Linked DNA regions of Hordeum vulgare: region 1 is linked to region 2. The links are chromatin contacts, called in public Hi-C maps. All regions are on one chromosome and are shown on one strand. Each heading gives the region's core, a stretch centred on a gene start, on an enhancer-like site or on the middle of the called end of the contact. The rest is flanking DNA. Distances are from core to core; before and after follow the strand shown.

Region 1 (2,933 bases), core at 178-2,677, 480 kb after region 2:
CACAGAGAAGGAACACAAGTAAAACGAAATTTCTATTGGTAATACTAATTCAGACACCGATTAAATCAAGAATAGCCCCATTGGTCAAGTTGGTTTTCAAAGACTATATTCACACCTAGACTAGGCTAGAACGACACTGAATTCTGATGGCTAGGGACGATTAACACTAGCAGCTGAGCGACACTGATTTCTGAATCACAGTCTCATTCTTCAGTTGGTCCAGAGGACTCCCATGGCCGGCGTCCAGTTGCCGTATCCAGATTGCATCGGTCCTGCCACCCCGCAGTGCAGGCGACCAGTTGCCGTATCCAGACTCCCATGGCCGGCGTCCAGTTGCCGTATCCAGACTCCCATGGCCGGAGTCTGCGGCGGCTGCTGCTGCTTCTGCTGGATAGGCGCCGGCAGCAGCGGAAACGAGCCACCGCAAGGGCCTGTGCGAGGCGGCTGCTGCTGGATCGGCGGCGGCGCCAGTGCAGGTGAGCCGCCGCACGGGCTTCTGCGAGGCTGCTGCTTCTGCTGGATCGGCGCCGGCGGCGCCAGCGATCCGGTGATGGTCATCTTCACCCCTCGCCGCATGATCTCAGCAAGCAGCCGCGCCGTGTTGAGCGCATCGTCCAGCCCGCAGTGCAGGCGACCCTCCCAGTCCAGCCCCGCCGCCCGGACCGCCTCCTCCAGGTTCACCCGCCCTCCGCCGCCGAGCGCCGCCTGGAAGGGGACCCTCAGGTTGATCCAGCGATCAAAGTAGGAGGGCTTCTCGATGCCCTTGAAGCGGCACTCGAACTCGAGCATGGTCCGGCAATCCCAGTCACCCCAGGTCACGACGGCCAATTGGACCCTCCTGCTGCTCCCTGCCCCCGCCGTCGCCGCCTTCAGCCAAGCGTCGTGCAGCCAGAGTGCCTCGCCGAGATCCACGCCGCCGTCGACATCCTCCTGCCGGATGCCGGTGAGTTTCCTGCAAAACTGGGTCAGTACAGGGTGGTGTTTAGGACGAACGTACCTGCGAAACGAGGACTCGATGCGGCCGCTGGCGCCGTCGACGAGCACGGCGGGGAACTCAATGATTTCCTGCGGGTAGATCCGCGCGTCTTTCACGCACGTCGCCTCAAAGTCGACCACCACGAAGAAATCGAAATCTTGCTCCAGACCCTGCCCGCGCGCCGCCATGATCGCTGCCATGTTCGCCGGAGTGCGCGCGAACTACAGATCGAGAGTCGAGATCGGGGAAATTTGGGATCGAAAACTAGGGCAGCAGAGATCGGGGAATTTGGGATCGAAAACTAGGGCACAACTGGATGCCGTAGTTCGATCCAGCCGGTATTTCTAATCTAATCCGATGCTTTCCGGAAAACAGTTGGCGCGTTTTTCTTTTTGACATGGTCTTTTTTGGGAGATTTTTTTTGACGTGGTTGACGCTATTTGTAATCTACTCCATCAGTTCTAAATTATAAATCATTCTAAATGTTCAAATAAACTACATATGAAACAAAGTGTGTGAATATATATAATCCTTATTAAAAATCTCTTATCAGGCTTATATTCGAAAGCGAAGTTTGTGATATAAAAAAAAACTATAATGGACAGGAAAGAAAACCGATGATTATAACAGAAGGCTCGTTTGAATCTGTCATCACATTTTTAGTGGTACATTTATTTTCACTATACCCATAAGTGTGGGATGAGGTCGACTACTGGTCGCCCGTCCCGAGGTGGCTTGTTGTGGGAGCCATCCCGGTAGCCAGTTGTGTCTCGCTGACCATGCATCGTCGATCTATGCATCCACAGTTGCTTATGTGAGGCTTGATACGTCTCAAACGTATCTATAATTTTTAATGGTCTCACGCTGTTATCTTGTCAACTTTGGATGTTTTGTTTACCTTTTATATCTTTTTTGTGACTAACTTATTAACTCAGTGTCAAGTGTCAGTTCCTGTTTTTTCTATGTTTTTGACTCTTTTCAGATCTGATTTTGGAATGGAGTCCAAACGGAATAAAGTCCCCGAAATGAATTTTTCCAGAACGGAAGAAGATCGGGAGGCTTGACGGCCAAGCAAGTGGGCCCAGAGGGGGCCCACAAGCCCTGTTGCCGCGGCCAGGGGGAGGCCGCGGCAAACAAGCTTGTGGCCTACCACGCGCTCCCCTGCCCTAGGTCTTTGGCCTATAAATTCCCTAAAAACCCAGAAAAATTAAGGGCGTCCACGAAAATACTTTTCCGCCGCCGCAACCTTCCGTTTCCGCGAGATCTCATCTGGAGACCCTTCCCGGTGCCCTGCCGGAGGGACTTTGGAGTTGGAGGGCTTCTTCATCAACATCATCGCCCTCCAATAACTCGTGAGTAGTTCACTTCAGACCTACGGGTCCGTAGTTAGTAGCTAGATGGCTTGTTCTCTATCTTGGATCTTCAATACAAAGTTCTCCATGATCTTCATGGAGATCTATCCGATGTAATCCTCTTTGGCGGTGTGTTTGTCGAGATCCGATGAATTGTGGATTTGTGATCAGATTATCTATGATATATATTTGAGTCTTTGCTGATTTCTTATTTGCATGATTTGATATCCTTGTAAGTCTCTCCGAGTCTTGGGTTTTGTTTAGCCAACTAGATCTATGATTCTGCAATGGGAGAAGTGCTTGGTTTTGGGTTCTTACCGTGTGGTGACCTTTCCCAGTGACAATAGGGACAGCAAGGCACACATCGTGTAGTTGCCATCAAGGGTAACAAGATGGGCTTTGTCGTAGATATGAGATTGTCCATCTACATCATGTCATCTTGCTTAAGGCGTTACTCTGTTCTTTTGGACTTAATACACTAGATGCATGATGCATAGCGGTCGACATGTCGAGTAATAGTAGTAGATGAAGAAAGTATCGGTCTACTTGTTTTGGACGTGATGCCTATAGATATAATCATTGCCATAGATATCGTCACGACTTTG
Region 2 (2,829 bases), core at 38-2,537:
TGGACAACTCTTACCTTGATCTATCTTTTCATCAATTACGACGTCTTCAAAATATAATTTTAAACCGTCCTAAATCGCCACTTAAATCGTCATATGGAGTAGGTCTTGAGAGAAAGAGAAGAGAGTGAGAAAGAGAAGCAGTGTGGGCTCAAGCAAGGAAGAGAAACGAGTGACAGAGGAAGCAACGGCGCGACAAGAGAGTGAGAGTGGAGACAGCGACGCAGCTCCTTTATACACATAATTTTGGCACTGTTTCGTCGGTGGAGAGCAGGAAATTTTTTCATTGTTTCGTCGATGGAGACAGCGTGGGAATCAGCGCCGTCAGGTGGGAATCAGTGCCGTCATCCACACCGCCGGCCGCCAGCTGCCGAGGCGGCAAGGCCCGCATGGCCGCCTCCTTTCGTGGCGGCATGTCCCACCACTCTCTCACCGTTCCGTCGCAGCTACGCTGAAACGGAAATGCGCGCCGGCCGCCTCGCGCCGTGGCGGCAGGCCCCAGCCACCTCGCCTGGTGGCGGAAGGCGACACTCATCGCGTGGCGCGCTTGCCGTCATGGTGGGTGGGGGTCTTTTCTGCCGCTTTCGTGTACAGGTGGTTCTTTCCGACAAATAGACTCGGTTAGGGTGTTTTTTAACAAAAATTCACTGTGTACTAGTAGTACTGCATCTCCTGCAAACCTTTGTACCGCAAGTCTGCCTGAATCCATTGATTTGTCGCAACGGAGCTCATATATATATCGGTTTCTCCCGGCAAGTCTGCAGTTTGAAATAAGCATCAGTTGCACTGTCACTGCGGGTGCACTGATGTCTGGTAAAACCGTCTCAGTCCAGAAATTATACTCTGTGCGGCTGGAAAGCCCGTAGACGGTAGACGTGACCTGATCACGTGACGAAGTGATCGTGGAGAGAGTGCAACCAAGCTTATAGAGCAAGAGAGAAGAAAGACAAACCCACAAAGCGATCCAATTAAGGAAGATAAGGACTAAAGATATGCGTGAGAGGGAGGAGAGGCAAAGGCAGGTGACGGCAGGAAGTCGACTTGGAACGCGGTCTTGGCCGACGATAGCTGCCACTTGCCGTGTCATGTGGAGATGCTTTGGTTAGAAACTCGTCCACATCTTGGGAGGCTAACCAAGGACCGGCATGCAGATAGCACAGGCGCAACAGAAAACGACCACGGATCGTCGACGACGGGTGACGGGCGGTCTCGCAAGTCTGCGGGAGCTGTGAACTCGGAAGACAAGTGGGCCAACAAATGGCGACGGCACGCCACCTTTTTCCGCTTTCCTTTACCCGTGCAGTGCTAGTGGCACGCAGCAGTCAACACGGCCGATGCCTACGTCCGGCCCCACAGCTGGGAGGACAAACTAGTCGCTAGCATGATACAATCACGGACTACGTTAGAGCAACTCTAACCGGACCATCCATCCGTGTATGTCCATTTCGATCGAACGCGAACGTAAAATGCGACCCAGAGCGGCGTTTCAAACGCCCGTTCATTTTCTATCCGTCCATGATACATTTTAGATTTAAATTCAAATTACATTTACGACTTTCAGACCTGAAACAGACACGCGTCCCGTCCGCATGCTCCTACCTCTCGCCTGTTCGTCGACGGCACGGTCTTGCCTTTTCTATCCCCTTCCTCCTTTCAGAGACTGCAAATGCATAAACCCTAAGTGAACGTTTATTTTTTTCCGTCCACCTCGCTCTTCAGCCTCCTCCCTCCTCCACCCAGCAGCAGATCCACTAGCGGGGTGCCTCCTTCTTTTTGGTACGGATGATCGAGTGGTAGATCTGCAACGGTGGTTGTGAGATTTGCCGCATCCTACCGGCGGGATTTGGGGAATCCAGTCGCCGGTGAGCTGCGCTTGCCATGATTTGCCCGGGTTCCGGTCCACCCAGCGTGGGCAATGCCTTGGTGTCACATGCAATTGTTCAATCCGCCTCTAGCCGCTCGGACCTGTATTATCGTCGGTCCGCCGGCAAAGCCACGACCGGTCACCGCCCTGGCTCGGCATTGGCCTAAAGGCTTGCCGGTTCACCATTGTCATTCATAAAATGCGACGACGCCCGCTGTATTAAAATGCCTTTGATGAAATAAAAATAACGTGCAAATCCAACCCAAAAAATGTGTGATTAAAAATGGCTGTCGAACGGCCGCGAGGACGAGATTTGGGTTTGCCCATTGGACGAACTATGGATCCATTTGCAAAAAGAGATGAATACGCCAACTCATACGGATAAAAGGAGAACAAAGTGTGCGTCCTTTTGTGTCGTACGGTTGGAGTTGCTCTTACACATACAAGTAGGGTTAGATGTTTGGAAGGATATGCACATATGTATTAAAGCATCTATAGTCGGGCGTCCCAAACCGGTCACAAAATTCAGGCGGCCCATCCAGTCACGAAGATCTTGACCCAGCCGGATGCCTCAAACAGGCCTCAAATGTTCGGGCTGATCAACATCCGTCATATCCAGTACAAATATGAAAAGAATATGAGGGCGGCCGCGGCGTGTCCGTCACGTCGGCTTGGCCTAGCCTGCCCACCTTAATCCCACAAATATCTCCATCCTGCAAACCCTAGGCATCGGTCAATACATACTCCACTCCACTCCCGTCTCCGTCCACTCCGACCAGCTCCACTTCCGATCCCTTCCCCTCTGATCCGATAGCCGGCGAAGGACACAACAATGGCTCCAACGAAGAGTACGATGCCTCAAACATCGGTGTGGAAGAGCTCGCCCTCCGCGTCGCCATTAGGAGGTTGCTGCTCGAGCAAGGCGGCCCCCACGGATCTTCCTCAGTGCCCGACGCCTGTAGATGCAG

The links. Hi-C and Micro-C count contacts between places; a contact is called where the count stands out from the background.
Region 1: a Hi-C map of leaf shows a contact between it and region 2, with 5 times the contacts expected there. The contact joins the promoter of LOC123443353 here to the enhancer-like site in region 2. A contact is called at or near these places in 3 of 6 Hi-C or Micro-C datasets (leaf and seedling).

What each region holds. Positions count from the first base shown.
Region 1 is chr3H:159,142,925-159,145,857 of MorexV3_pseudomolecules_assembly, forward strand. LOC123443353 (ERI1 exoribonuclease 2-like) reads right to left here and starts at 1,428. Exons shown (of 1, transcript XM_045119692.1): 1 at 16-1,428. The coding sequence starts at 1,176. The coding sequence ends at 211.
Region 2 is chr3H:158,663,319-158,666,147 of MorexV3_pseudomolecules_assembly, forward strand. No RefSeq gene overlaps it. Among protein-coding and RNA genes, the nearest start is that of LOC123443352, 410 kb to the left of the region's middle. Within about 2 kb of position 1,288, at least 3 of the 3 cell types and tissues checked have open chromatin away from gene starts, as enhancers often do. A contact at or near this core is called in leaf and seedling, where this site is marked.